2 separate regions of the Mus musculus genome follow, and region 2 is linked to region 1. Evidence: chromatin contacts called from public Hi-C data. All regions are on one chromosome and are shown on one strand. Each heading gives the region's core, a stretch centred on a gene start, on an enhancer-like site or on the middle of the called end of the contact. The rest is flanking DNA. Distances are from core to core; before and after follow the strand shown. Region 1 holds the start of Fdx2 (ferredoxin 2). Region 2 holds the start of 9530077C05Rik (RIKEN cDNA 9530077C05 gene).

Region 1 (7,468 bases), core at 2,493-4,992:
CCTGTCCATCTTTGTCTCTTTCAGATTTTAGTCCCTGCTGGCTTTTTATTTGGTTTTGGGTTTTTTTTTTTTTTTTTTTTTTTTGACAAGAACTCCGTGTAGCCCAGGCTATTACACTATGTAGCAGAGATGACTCTGAATGTCTTAACCTGTCTCTACCACCTGAGTGTTGAGATCTCAGGATTTCTCCATCACACCCACACTGGAGCCCACTGGGGAGGAACCAACAGCCTGGGGAGTCAAAGAGGTGGGGCAGGTCACACTATATCACACATATAGTGCTGGGGATGGACACCAGGGCTTCATGCATCCTAGCTGGGAAGGTGCTTTGCCCAACTCCCAAGACATACCTTCTCCCTTGAGAAAGAGCTTAGCATCCTGTCTGTCCATCTCTTCCCATTTTGATCACAATACACAGTCACTTCACAGCATCCATTCCTGGGGTCCAGGCACACCTGTCCCTTGGACAGAGCACACGTCTGCTCTGGCTTCGACTGGGCCATCCCACTGAAGCTGCTGCAGGCCCAAGTATGGGTCATGAATCCGTAGTGTTAACTGGTGTAGAACTGGCCCAGAATAAAGTTGGCATATACCAACCCCCTTCTCCCATGTTTCTACCCCTTTAATTTAGGATGTGGGACCTAGACGACTCTTCTCCCACCCTCGGGAACCAACCTTAGGGGCTCATGGCCCCAGCCGACACAAGGTAAGAGCCTAGATACCCTGTGTGTTCTGCAGCATATAGTATTGGCTATGTAATAAAGTGGACATGCAGTCAGCACTAGCTGTATAACAAGAAGTGCTTTCCCTTATTAACTGAGCTCCACAAACTGGTGGCAGTCTTCCTATGTTGTCCAACTCAAACTTCTAGGTGCAAGCATTTACTTATCACCTTCAATGGGGCAGTAAGTGGTTCCCTGGGGGCTCAGCAGGGGCTCACCCCATGGCTCACACAGGTGGTCAGTCATCTGTTGAAGTGAAGGTCACTGGCTCAGAGCATGGTGTCTCCCTGAGCCACTCAGAGCTTATCCTCTTGTGGTTCAGTCTGAATTTGCTACAATGGCTGTGGGTCCCAGAGGTCCCCAGAAAATAAACATGGACAATCTGAATCATGGTGGGCAAGGGTTCCTGCCATGGTTTTCCTCAGCTGAACCTTTCTCTGCAGATGTCCCCCCCACCTAGCAGCTTCAATGAGCCCCGAAGTGGTGGAGGCAGTGGGGGACCCCTCTCTCATTTTTACTCTGGCTCACCCACCTCCTACTTCACCAGTGGCCTACAGGCTGGCCTCAAGCAGAGCCACCTGAACAAGGTGAGTCTGCCCTACAAGGGACTGGTCTCTAGGACCATTGGAATGCCGGGCTGTGTGTCTGTATGTCTCTGTAGCCTTGTCATCCAAGGGGTCTCGGCGACAGCTCATGCTGCAGTGGTTTTGGCCCCTCTGGTTCCCACTGTTGAGCTTCCCCTCATCTCAAGTTGGCCTAAGGTGTGGGTGGTCTTAGCCCCAGAAGACAGATGAGAGACAGCTGGATTACCACCAGGCCTCAGTTCTGAGTTGCAGGCTAGGTGGCCTCAGGGTGACCTGCCCCACCTCTTTGACTCCCCAGGCTGTTGGTTCCTCTCCAATGGGCTCCAGTGAAGGGCTCCTGGGCCTGGGCCCTGGGCCCAATGGTCACAGTCACCTGCTGAAGGTACGGGCAGGAGGAGGGGAGGCACAGGGCTGGGCAACCCTGGCTCTGGGAGGCCACTGACCTGGCCCCCCTTGCTGTCTGTCTCCAGACCCCACTGGGTGGCCAGAAACGCAGTTTTTCCCACCTGCTGCCCTCACCTGAGCCCAGCCCAGAGGGCAGCTACGTGGGCCAGCACTCCCAGGGCCTCGGCGGCCACTACGCGGACTCCTACCTGAAGCGGAAGAGGATTTTCTAAGGGGTCGACACCAGAGATGCTCCAAGGGCCTGCACCAAGTTGCTTTTGGGTTTTTTCTGGTATTTGTGTTTTCTGGGATTTTATTTTTATTATTTTTTTTAATGTCCTTTCTTTGGGTAATAGAGAAATCTCTGCAAAAGACTTTGCTGACCAACCAGCTGGAGCTCAAGGAATGTGGGGTATCTGGGGCCACACCATTACCTGTGGGCTTGCTCCTGGAGCCAAACCCTGCAGCCTTAAGAGAGAGGGGCCTGACCTGCTCTCTTTCCCTCCCTAGCTCCAGGCCTCCTCTCCTGCCTCGTCACTCCTGTGTTCTGGCCTCTTGAGTGCCTTTGGAGGTGTCTCTGACCTGTGAGGATCAGAGACAGTCCCCGTTTTTAAACTTCGACAATTGACTTTTATTTCCTTTTCTAATTTTTATTATTTTTTAAAACAACCAGGATGATTATCACATCTACTCCCCCATCCGTCCAGAAAAGCCCCAAATTGATTCCTTCAGGGTCTGGCCTGCCCAGGCTCTATTCCACATGTGCAGGTTCCAACAGCTTAACCCTATTCTCTTCCCAGTCATCTGCTGCAGGTATAGCTGTCTCATGCCCCTGCCTGCCTATTCTGGCCAGTACCCTAAGCCCCAAGATCTCCAGCCCCTGCCCCAGTATCCTTGCCTTCTGATGCCTTAAAGTTGGGCCACAGGTCCTGCTGGGTCAGAGCCTCACAGATGCGGAGCTCCAAAAGCTCCGCTCAGGACCAAAGAGCTCTGGCCTAGGGTTCATCCTTTCTCCAGGTGTCTGCCCTGTGGACAGAAGGCTAAAGCCTTGATCTTGGCAAACCACCCCTTTTGCCCAAAGCCTGGATGCAGAGACCAGTATTTTCTGCTGGCTTCAACAGTCTCCCCTGCTGTCTGTGAAAGGTGACCATTGTACCCAGGCCACTGGGCCTCTACCATGTTCTTTCAAACCCAGGTCATTACCATCCCCAGGCTGGATCACTGGAGCAGGCCTCCTCTCTGTCCATGTGAGGGGGACCTAGGGGCTCTGCCCTTAGCCAGCTGAGCCACCACCAGCCTCCCTCCCCAAACATGATAACCCAAACCCACTCCAGTGGGTGTATCTCACCCCCTCACCCCACCCCCACCCCCTGCATAGACCTTTGCTGAATTAAAGTTTGTAAGTAAACGGTTTTAAAAAAAAAATCAGAGCTGGCTGGTTCTTGATATAAACCATGGGCCAGCAAACTAGCTCAGAATTCTGGTAACACAGACAGCCTGAGTTTTATCCCTCTGCCCCAAATGGTGGAAGGAGAGAACTGACTCCCGCAGATTGACCACTGACCTACACACATGTCACGGATGGGCTCATACACACAATCCCTAAAAATTTAAGTTGGGCTTGGAGGCCAGCCTGGTCTATATGAATTGCTTAGAGACTTAAGAATTTCTCAGTCTATAGAGATTCTGTCTCAAACAAAATTTAAATACTGGTTGCACATAACCGGTAATTCCAGCAAAGGAATTCGGAGATCAAGGCCAGACTAGGGGATCCTGTCTAAAAATTAGAGAACTCAGAGGTTGGTCCCAATTGCCGAACGTAGTTTTAGTTCCCAGCCCCACACTACCCATCAACTCTTCTGGGCTCCATAGGCACCCACTTGGTGCACATACGTACATATAAGCAGAACACATACAGTACGACCTAAGGGAAGAAATATCCAACCACAGGGCGAGGCCGGAAGTCCAGCTAGATCCCAGTGCATCACCTTTGACCTCACACGGCGCCCAAACGCTGCGTTTACTGTCGCTGAGGACGCGCAGAGCATGCTAGGTCTTCCGGTCACGTGGCCTATCATGGCCGCCTCCATGGCCCGGGGCGTGAGCGCCCGGGTCCTGTTACGGGCGGCCGGGGGATCTTGGGGACCCAGGGCCGGGCACGCGGCGGTAACATCTAGGACGTTCGGGACTACAGGTACATAGGGCTGGGCCGAGCCGCGGCGTGCAGCGAGGCCGCAGCCGCTCACCCACTCGTGTGTTTCCAGGCGAGCGGCGTGCTGGCGAGGAGGCGGCGGACAGCCCGGAGCTGCCCCGGGACGTGTGAGTGCCCCTCGTGCCACGCCCTGCCCCTCCCTGCCACTCCCTGCCTCCGGCTCAGCACCTGCACCCTGTTTGTCCCCAGGGTCAACGTGGTGTTCGTGGACCGCTCTGGCAAGCGGATCCCGGTGAGGGGCAAAGTCGGGGACAATGTTCTATACCTGGCCCAGCGCCACGGGGTGGACCTGGAAGGTAGGTCATATGAAACTAGGGAGATCCTTGGCATTCTTATACCTTTTTGTAATTTTGAGAGGTTTCCTATAGCTCAGGCTCGCCTCGAACTTACTATGTATCAGAGGATGACTTTGAACTGCTGACCCTCCTGGGACCTGGTGTGCACTACCACAATCCAATACTTTTGTTTAGGTGGTGTATGGGTGGGTCCGATCTCACTCTGTGAATCAGGCTGTCCAGGAACTTAAGTATGTAATCCCGGCTAGCCTCCAACTCATTGCAGTGAACCTACTGCCTCCACTTCCTGAGTCCTGAGACTACAGGCATGTGCTGCCTACCATATCACCAAATAGGTGGGATGGGAAGAACTGAGATGGAGTCCATGTTATTCAGGCTGTTCTGAAATCAGCTATATAACCAGGCTAGGCTCAAACTCACAATAGTGATGCCCCTGCCTCCACCTCTTTAGTGCCAAAATGGTTAAGACAGAGTCTCTGACTTACCCTTAAACCTGCTGGCTGATCATACTGCCTTAGCTTTCTCAGTTCTGAGAATACAGGTTGTCTCTACTGTTTTACCACCTTTGCGCTAACGCCAGTAAGATGGCAATAATGAAACTGGAAAGGTCGCCAGTGCTGAAGACTGCAGACGGCTTGTGAGAAGACCTGTGTTCTCTTCCTACCACCAGCTCTGTGCCAGGCAATTCACAGCCTTCTGTACCAGTAGTGCCGGGCACACTACCTCACCTCCATGGCACCTACTCACATGCACAACCCACACAGAGACACATGGAAACACTTAAAAATCTTTCTTTAAATTAACACTAAAATAAAACTAGGTTTTGGAGCAGCCCTTACTGAGCTGCTAGAATCTGTGCTCTCTTGGAAATTGTGGATTCTCCATGTTGACCCCCCATTCTCTAGTGCTGCCGCTGACTACCTTTTGGGGAGAGGTGGAACTGAAGCGGGATCACAGATGCACAGTGCTGTCCCTCACCACTCTCTTGCTGTTTTTCAGGCATCACAGCTCAGTCCTGTCCTAGCACCTCTGTGCTTATAATGTGAGAGGTGATTTCCCAGCAGATGACTTGGCTCCTCATTCTTCAGACTTGACAGCCTGGCATCCTTTCACCCAGCTTAAGCCTCCCGTGCCCATGTCTGTCTGTATTTAGTGGCCTCATAGAGCCTGGCTTTCATTTGCTTTCTGACATTTCTCCCACAGCCTCTTTCACACCTTGGCCTCCCAAGGCCCTCCATGTAAGCAGGTCTGAGATCAGTGTATGTTGAGTGCTAATTCCTTGGGACAGCTTTAGGAGTAAAGGGGGCAGTAGTTCCACCTTGCAGAGCAGGGAGCTGTACACCATATTATGGTAGGCAGGGTCCAGAAGCAAGAGTCACATGGCAAAACATGATTCAGACATGGGGCATTTCGTCCTCTCATGCCTCCCTTGAGTATCACCCTTGAGTGTTTTCTGTATTGTATTTATTTAGCGTGTATGTGTGTGTGTGTGTGTGTGTGTGTGTGTGTGTGTGTGTGTGTGTGCATGCATGCACGTGTGCGTGTACATGTGTGTGTGCACGTGCATGTGTGTGTGCATGCTTATGCCTCGCCGTAGAGGTCAGAGGATGGCCTGAGGGAGCTGGTTCACCCCTTCCATATTGTTTTCCTAGGGATTGAACTCAGGTCACTGGGCTTGCAGTGACCCCTTAACCCAGTCAGAACATTTCAGGGCAACCATCGACTAATAACAAGACCCTGTTTATATTCATACCCAGCCTGGGTAACTTAGCAAGAGTCCCTGTCTCAAAAATTATGACAAGTTATGAAAAAAACCTGCCACCTCCCCCAAATGACAAGAGTCTTTGTGTGAATACTATGTACTGTGTATACCAAAGTGACAGTCTTTTGTCATAGCATGCCGTTCTGAGCCTAACAGGAACTCTAAGCCCAAGAGTAAAGACAGGTTGTCATTGGCAGACAGTTGGAAGGGTCGGTGCTGGGTTAGTGGTGCAGCACTTGGGAGGAGAGGCTGTCTGTGACTTTGAGGCCAGCCTGGTGTCTACATAGCAAGTTCCAGGACAGCATACACAGTGAGTCTCTTTCTCAAAACAAACCCCAACCAGTAAAAAGCACTAGAGAGGTTGGGGGGCGGTGTGTGTGTGTGTGTGTGTGTGTGTGTGTGTGTGTATGTATGTGTGTGTATGGCTGATTCTGTTCCCGAGTCCGGCAGGCACTGTGCAGAACAGAATTTATAACAGTTCGGAAGCAAACAATTCATGTCTCTCGCGCCTCACCAGCTTTGTAAACTCCAAGCCGGTTTCTCTGAGCCTTTTGTTTCTTCTTTATAAAATGGTAGATTTAGCATCACTTTCAATGGCTTGTTGTGGGAATGAAAATAATTAATGCTTGGTAGAGAGGAGGGTCGACCAACAGCCAGCCCCAGGATAAAAAGGTGACTATAGATCCCCTAGCCAAAGGTGCACGAGCCCCGTGGTGGGCACTCCTTTGTCAGAAGCTGAGCGTCACAAGGCCTAGCTGAGCCTAGGAGCTGAAGACCAACCTCAGCAACACAGACCTAGATTAAACAAAGAGCACAAGTAAGGCCCGGCAGCTCAGGCCGGCAGTCCTGGCAGTTCAGGAAGCTGAACCAGGAGAGTGGAGAGTTCCTGATAGGGCTGTCATGGTGGCTCATGGTTAAAGGGCAGTTGCCACTAGGCCTGATGACTTGGATTCGGTCCCAGACTCGACACCACTTCCAGTTGTCCTCAGAAGTATACATGCGCACTGTGGTGTGCATATTCCCCACACGGGATCACACACAGAAATAAATGGGGGTGGGGGTTTGTTTGTTTGCTTATTTATTAAAGCTGCAGTAGTTATATAAGTTTAATATTTACCTAAAGTTATATGCAACATCTATGTACTTTAAATATACACATTATATATTGTGTAAGATTTGTTTTATGTAGCATATATAAATACATCAGTGAGGCATAACTGACGTAGGCACCAAAGGGTAGCTTTAGGCCCCACAGATTGAATATCCAGAACAAACACTTGTCAGGCCCACTTGGCTCATTGGCTCATGGGTGTCTTTTCGCAGGCAGCTCTCTTCCATCTGTGATTTGCTGCTGGTTTCACCTTCATTATCAAGTCAAAATCCTCATCTTCTTCTTTTTCGAGACAGGGTTTCTCTGTGTAGCCCTGGCTATCAACTCAGAAATCCGCCTGCCTCTGCCTCCCAAGTGCTGGGATTAAAGGCATGAGCCACCATGCTCAGCACATTCT
Region 2 (7,468 bases), core at 1,768-4,267, 1.3 Mb before region 1:
GAAGGGGTGGAATTGGTGAGGAGAGAGAGTTATAAGAGATGAGCTAGAACTAGATGTGGTGTTGCAACCTGTAATGCCAGCACTCAGGAGACTAAGCCAAGAGGCCACTCTGTACCATGCAGAAAAAAAACAGGAAAGAAAGGGACAAAGGGACAAGGGACAGAGGGAGGAGTGAGAGAGGAAAGAAAATAAACCTTTTCTGACTTGATGCCATTTCTAAGCAACATTCTTTTTTTTTTAATAACTTTCACTTCTGTGTCACCTCACCCTCCTGTTAGCAGTTTCACGAGGATGTCATGTCTAGATCACAGAACGTCATGACTAAGTAAAACTCGGGTACCATACAAAGTGATTTTACAAACAACTGCTTCAGTTTTGGAATGTAAATTGCCACTTTAGTCTACATTTATAGTTTTTTACCATACTTGAACTTCTGATTCTCTCCCTCCACATCTTGGGTGGTAGGGTTTTAAGTGTGCACTACCACACCTGGATTAGCTGGCACTGGGCACCAGAAGCAGGGTGCTTGCATGCTAGGCGAGCACGCTCTCAGCTGGGCCATCCCCAGTCCCCCAGACATGTATTTTGGGACAGGCACTCACTTAAGTTAGCCAGGAAGACCTGAACTTGCATCTCCCTGCTGCAGCTTCCCAGTAGCTAGGGTTCCAGGCCTGTGCCACCAGGCTGGCATATATATTGCTCTTTCAAAGCAAAAAGAAAAAAGGTCCACATTTTCATCAGTGTTCTTATTGCAATCAAGTTCTACTGGCAAGAAAGGGGCAGGGGCATCTGAGACACTGCAGAGTGAGGGGAAGTCTGGATAGTACAGATCTGTTTCTCAGCTACACTCTCCATAAAGGTTCTGGTTGTCCCATTTATTGATTGACAGATATGTCAGCACGAAGCCTACACAACAGGAGAGCCTATATAATAAATTAACAATACTAATACTAATAATCGCTTTGTAACAATGGTGAATGTTTAAAAATACCAGAAACAAGTTTCCCTAATGCTAGTGTTTCACTGCCAAGTTACCTACATCAGAAAATGCACGACCACGAAGGTCTGCCACTTGTAGTCCATTAAATTCTGGTGAAAGAACTGATTTAACAAGAGTAGGTGTTCAGTTTAAAAAGAATCCATCTGCAAACCCCTGGCTCTATAGGAATACAGTCTGTACTGCAGACTCTCAACATATCTGTTTCCTAATACTATATTTTAATCATATGCCATACTAATATTTTAATCATTCTCTCACCACAATGACTTTCAGTTTGGGGGAAAATAATTTTAATTGGTGTAGTTTCTAAACCCAGTGACTCACGTGGCAACAGAATCTATTGTCTTGCAGGCAATGATTTTAACTGGATGATAGGGAGAGTATTTTGCCACCCACAGGGCATTTTTGGTTGTCACAATTCTCTGTGTGTTAAAACAGTCGCTCACAATAAAGAATTAACTCCTTCAATATTAAACTGCTGTGGCTGAGAGGCCTTGTTCTATATCATAAAACGGACCGGAAGTTTTCATTACCTTTGTTAGTGTACATAAGAATGCATTTCTTTCTGGCATCTCCTGTTCGATCCTGGTCTCTAGTAAGCAAGTATCCCATCAGCCCGACTACGCAGCTGCATGCACACGGACCACTGAGTCATCCTCATATTTGCCACTCTTCTGCCAGGCTTGATGTTTTAAAGCAACGTTTTGACATTGTATTGTTTTGGGAGTTTTGTTTGTTTGTTTTTAGAGACAGGGTATCAGTGGCTGGTCTGGAACTTCTGTAGACCAGGCTGACTAAGCTCACCTGCGTCTGCCTCTGATAATGTGTTTTAAGGTGAAAGAGTTATATCTACATCAAATCACAATTTTAAAAAGCCTAATGCCAATTTAAGTGGCCTCTAAGATCTTGGCTTTTATAACTGCATGTCTCCTGTCAACATAACAGTGGAATAGTCTGTAGGTTATCGCAATCGCACAACAGTAGGTTCTGTGTTTTATAACACTGAACAGCAAACAGTGTAAAAAAATTAAGATGAGAAAGTAGTTTCACTTAAAAATAATTTAGTTTTTCAGTTTAAAAAGTTCTGCAATAACATATAATGAAAGGAGTTTCAAAGTACCATAATGAAACCTCTTACTTTGTATGCTAACTTAAAGAATGGTTTTAGCTATTGATGTCCATATCTTAGCACTGGGGAGACTGAGGCAGGAGGGTCAGGGGTTCAAAACAACTAATTTGGAAAATTGGTCTACTGGGTACTGCAATAGCCTGAAGCTAAAAGTTCTAGGCTTATTTTTGACTCTACTGTGGGAATTAGCTATTTCCCTTTATTCCGTTGTTTTGGTATCTGTCCTGCAGAAATGTTTTCATGCAGAATCAAATGCTAGGAAAATGACTCTGGAACTGTTTAATATTATTAAAGATTTAAATAGGGCTAATATGCATATCTATTCAAAAATGAAAGACAAACTTTCCAACCTTGGATCTAAACACCTGCTCTTATTAATAACATCAATTCAAAATGTTTGCTAATAAATGCAAACAAAAATACACAACATACACTGAAATGTAGAGATGTGTTTTCACAGCTGATTTTTTTTTTTTCTGAACATTCTAGAAAATATAACACCTTACTACACACCTAAAATGCTCTGGAATCGTATTGGACTCTACACTCTCTAGATTGCACAGCTCTTGCCCCTCACCTCTGCTGGGCTAGGGCTGTGCGACTGCACCTGGTCTTCCGAGTCCCAGACCCAACGGTCTCCACCCGCTGCAGCCGCGCCACTTGGGCCAGCAGTGCCTACACTCACCCGTTACGCGAATAGACTCCAGCATCGTCCCGCCAAGGCCAAGGCCAAGGCCGGCGGGCCGCACCGACGAAAACTCCCGTAAGGCAGCTCGAGACCAGATGGGGCAGGACTGGCAGCGCAAGGTGGAGGACCACGTCTTACCCAGAGGCTGGAAAGCGCTCTGGCGGTTCCACCTAGTCTCAGAGCTAAGAACCCGCCACGGTGACGTCGCTGCAACCCCGTTGCTAGGAGACGATCCTGCCTTCTTCCCGCACTCCACGCCACCAAACATGCTCGCCGCTGGAGGCGCTCCTGCGACTGACACCCTGCTCGTAGGGAGAGAAGGGAAGCGAACTACAACTCCCAGCGTGCACAACGCGGACCCGTGCAAGGAGCTGGTCCGCAGAGGCTGGGGTGTTTGTGTGGGGAGGTCGGGATCTGTATGAGGCTCAAAGGGCTTCATTTCATGATGGTAGAGGGAAATAGAAATGGTGTAATAATTCTGAGTTTTAGTTGACCAGAGCAAATTCAGACCCCTGACCTTCCAGCTAATTTACATGGTATGAAATAAATAGGGCGATTTTAGAAGAAAAAAATGGCCAGGTATGGTGGCACACTCCTGTTATCCAAACACTTGAGATGTGCAGCAAAGATGATCAGGGGTTCAAGACCATCATTGCTATATAGTGAATTTTGAGACCATCTTGACTATACAAGAATGTCTAAAAAAAAAAAAAGAATAAAATAAATAAATGCAATATTTAATTTAAAAAGGAGATCTGGAGAAATGGCTCAGCAGTTAAGAACACTGACTACTTTACAGAGGACTTGGGTTTGTTTCCTCATGGCAGCTCACAACTACATGTAACTCCACTTCGAGAGCACCCCATCCCTCTGGCTCTCCCCAGGCCCATACTCGCAAACACTCATGAAATACACACAATTTTTTTTAAACTGAATTGAAAAAGGAAACAGACTGTGGGTGTAGCTCAGATGGTGAAGGGCTCTCTTTAGCATTCAGAGACCCCTGAATTTAATCCCCAGTACTATACAAACCTGGCCTGGTGGTACACATCTCTAATTCCAGCATTCAGGAGGTAGAAGCAGGAGGATCAAGATGTTCCAATTCCTCTATAAGCTTGAAGCCACCCTATATTATATCTATATTATATTATGTATATATCTGAGGTTGCATAAAGGGGTTTTGAGAGGGAGAAGTTGATAGTGAATAATTAAATCATAAATTTACTTTAAATCTATTATTTGTATATATAGAATTTTACCATTTTAGAATATGAAAGCTAATTTCACACTGAGATGGATGTGCTTGTTTATTTTTACATAAATAATCTCAGCTGAATATTTAATAATGCAGGGCACAGAGTATCTTCAACACAGTTCTGTGCGTGTGTGTGTGTGTGTGTGTGTGTGTGTGTGTGTAAGCACTTGTATGCCTTGATTTATGTGTGGAGGTCAGAGGACAACTTGCAGGAGTCAGTTCTCTCCTTCCACCAAATGGGTTCTGGGAATGGAACTCAGGTCGTCAGCTTGGTGGTAGGTGCCTTTACTGCTGAGCCATCTCACCAGCCTGCATCTTCCACATTTTTCAGAGGTGATTTTTCTCTTTCACTTTTATAGTTGTCAATGCTGAGAGTACCATTTTACATAAGCTCACAGGATAAACTCACAGAAGTATGCTTAGTGATTTTCAGAATGTTGGAAATTCTGTCCTAATCCCAAGACAAGGTTCATTTCAATCAAGAAAGAAAACTGGAATCAGCACATCCTTTGGCAGGGACACAAGCTTCATGTAGGCTGACCTAGTACTCACTACACAGCTGAGGAGAACTTTGAACTCCTGACCCTCCTCTCTCCTCAGCCACTTAAGTGCTGGGATTACAGGAGTATACAACCTCACACAGCTTTTAAAAAATTGTTCTTAAAGATTATTTTAAAAATTTAATGTGGTCTTTAAAAAATTATTTGTGGGTAGAGTGTTTCCTTTCATGTGTTCCATGTGTGTGCCTAGTGCCCATAGAGGCCAGAAGAGGGCGTCAGAGTCCTCAAAACTGGGATTATGGATAGCTGTGAGGCACTGCGTGGGCGCTGCAAAATGAACCCAGGTCCTCTGCAAGAGCAGCAAGTGCCTTTAACTACTGAGCCAGCCCTCAGCCCTTCAAATGCCAACGTTTAAAGCAAAACATTCTAAACCAGTACACTCATAAGATATATTAGGTACTTACGTGCCGGGGAGTGGCGGTGGAAAAATACTAAAAGCCTTTGTCTCCATAATTAATCCATCACGTTATGTTTCCATAAGAGCAGAAAACCTTATATAAGCACTGCCACTCTTAACATCAAATCGTGTAGAATTCAAGCTCAGGTGTTTCAGGTAGCATTCACTTTCACTAGTGTTGATGGGTGACACCATATACAATAGAAAATACATATTTTGTGTTCAGAGCCAAAGCTGCAGTGACATCACTTGCTGCAGTGCCGGTGAGTACTGCCCAAAATGCTCCAGAGGGATTCAATACATTTGATTCGGAATCAGTGTTTTGGCCTGAAATGTTTTACTGTTGACAGAAATTTTCCCAACCCCCACATTCAGTTACATGACCCCATCTGGCGTCTCAACCCTCAGTTTCTGAAGCTGAGTCCTGGATGATCCTGTAGTCTCACCATGACTCAAATCTGTTTTCAAAACCCAGTGGCCAGAGGGATCTTGCTGCCACGGGATCATGCCACCCTGCTCATGAGCTACCCGGGAGGTTCTTTATGACTTAGCTCTGCTCAGCTCTTTGATGTCATCTCCTACTATGCTCTCACTGTTCTAGAGATGCACTACGTACTGTTTTACCACACGTCCTTTGTTATCTGTAAGTCTTCCTGCTTGGAATACTCTTCTTCCTGATTGTCTACAGAACACCTTCCTCACTTCCAAATGTCACTCTTCTGAAAACTACACTACTTAAAGTTCCTTTTCGTATTCCATATGCCCTTTCTCAGCTTTATTTTCCCTTAGCATTTTTTCAGCGTTTTTTGACCTATGGTTTACTGGATTTCATCCCTATTTTGTGTACCCATTCATAGGACAAGCAATGTTTTGTTTTGTTTTGTTTTGTTTCCTTTAAGGCTATAGAGATTAAACCTAAAGCCTCGACAGATAAGAACGGTATCTGGGGCTGGAGAGATGGCTCAGCAGTTAAAAGCACTGACTGCTCTTCCAGGGATCCTGAGTTCAACTCCCAGCGACCACATGGTGGCTCCCTAGCCTAAAAAAAAGATGCCCATGAACATACAAGAAGCCTACAGAACTCCAAATAGACTGGACCAGAAAAGAAATTCTTTCTGTCACATAATAAAACACCAAATGCACTAAACAAAGAAAGAATATTAAAAAGCAGTAAAGGGAAAAGGTCAAGTAACATATAAAGGGAAACCTATCAGAATTAAACGAGACTTCTTACCAGAGACTATGAAAGCTAGAAGATCCTGGGCAGATGTCATACAGACTTGTAAGAGAACACAAATGCCAGCCCCAGGCTACTATACCCGGCAAAACTCTCAATTACCATAGACAGAGAAAACAAGACATTCCATGAAAAACTCAAATTTACATAATATATTTCCATAAATCCAGCCCTACAAAGTATAATAGATGGAAAACACTAACACAAGGAGGGAAACTACACCCTAGGAAAAAGCAAAGAAAAAAAAAGCAAGAAAAGTAATCTTTCAACAAACCTAAAAGAAGGGGCTGGTGAGATGGCTCAGTGGGTAAGAGCACCCGACTGCTCTTCCGAAGGTCCAGAGTTCAAATCCCAGCAACCACATGGTGGCTCATAACCATCCGTAACAAGATCTGGCGCCCTCTTCTGGAGTGTCTGAAGACAGCTACAGTGTACTTACATATAATAATAAATAAATCTTAAAAAAAAAATTGAAAAAAAAAACAAACTAAAAGAAGATAGCCACACAAACATAATTCCACCTCTAACAACAAAAATAACAGGAAGTAACAATCACTTTTCCTTAATATCTTAACATCAATGGACTCAATTCAACATAAACTAACAGACTGGATACATAAACAGGACCCAGCATTTTGCTGCATACTGGAAATGCACCTCAGTGACAAAGACAGACACCACCTCAGATCAGAATAAAGGGTTGGAAAACAATTTTCCAAGCAAATGGTCCCAAGGAACAAGCTGGAGTAGCCATTCTAATATCGAATAAAATCAACTTTCAGGGGCTGGAGACATGGCTCAGTGGTTAAGAGCATCGACTGCTCTTACAAAGATCCTGAGTTCAAATCCCATCAACCACATGGTGGCTCACAACCATCCGTAATGAGATCTGATGCCCTCTTCTGGTGTGTCTGAAGACAGCTACAGTGTACTTAGATATAATAATAAATAAATCTTTTTTAAAAATCAACTTTCAACCAAAAGTTATCAAAAAGCATAAAGAAGGACACTTCATACTCATCAAAGGAAAAATCTACCAAGAAGAACTCGCAATTCTGAACATTTATGCTCCAAATGCAAGGGCACCCACATTCATAAAAGAAACTTTACTAAAGCTCAAAGCACACATTGCACCTCACACAATAAAAAATGGGAGACCAGGGACTGGAGAGATGGCTCAGCGGTTAAGAGCACTGTCTGCT

What was found. Hi-C and Micro-C count contacts between places; a contact is called where the count stands out from the background.
Region 2: a Hi-C map of B cells shows a contact between it and region 1, with 7 read pairs. The contact joins the promoter of 9530077C05Rik here to the promoter of Fdx2 in region 1. A contact is called at or near these places in 1 of 39 promoter capture datasets (pre-B cells) and 1 of 484 Hi-C or Micro-C datasets (B cells).

Annotation. Positions count from the first base shown.
Region 1 is chr9:21,069,805-21,077,272 of GRCm38.p6, reverse strand. Fdx2 (ferredoxin 2) reads left to right here and starts at 3,742. Exons shown (of 5, transcript NM_001039824.3): 1 at 3,742-3,884; 2 at 3,955-4,009; 3 at 4,092-4,198. The coding sequence starts at 3,767. Raver1 (ribonucleoprotein, PTB-binding 1) reads left to right here. Exons shown (of 13, transcript NM_027911.4): 10 at 632-706; 11 at 1,166-1,309; 12 at 1,605-1,688; 13 at 1,777-3,115. The coding sequence ends at 1,923. Gm38431 (predicted gene, 38431) reads left to right here. Exons shown (of 17, transcript NR_038081.2): 10 at 632-706; 11 at 1,166-1,309; 12 at 1,605-1,688; 13 at 1,777-1,982; 14 at 3,955-4,009; 15 at 4,092-4,198. Mir7082 (microRNA 7082) reads left to right here and starts at 1,685; the gene lies at 1,685-1,776.
Region 2 is chr9:22,407,096-22,414,563 of GRCm38.p6, reverse strand. 9530077C05Rik (RIKEN cDNA 9530077C05 gene) reads right to left here and starts at 3,017. Exons shown (of 7, transcript NM_026739.3): 1 at 2,815-3,017. The coding sequence starts at 2,839.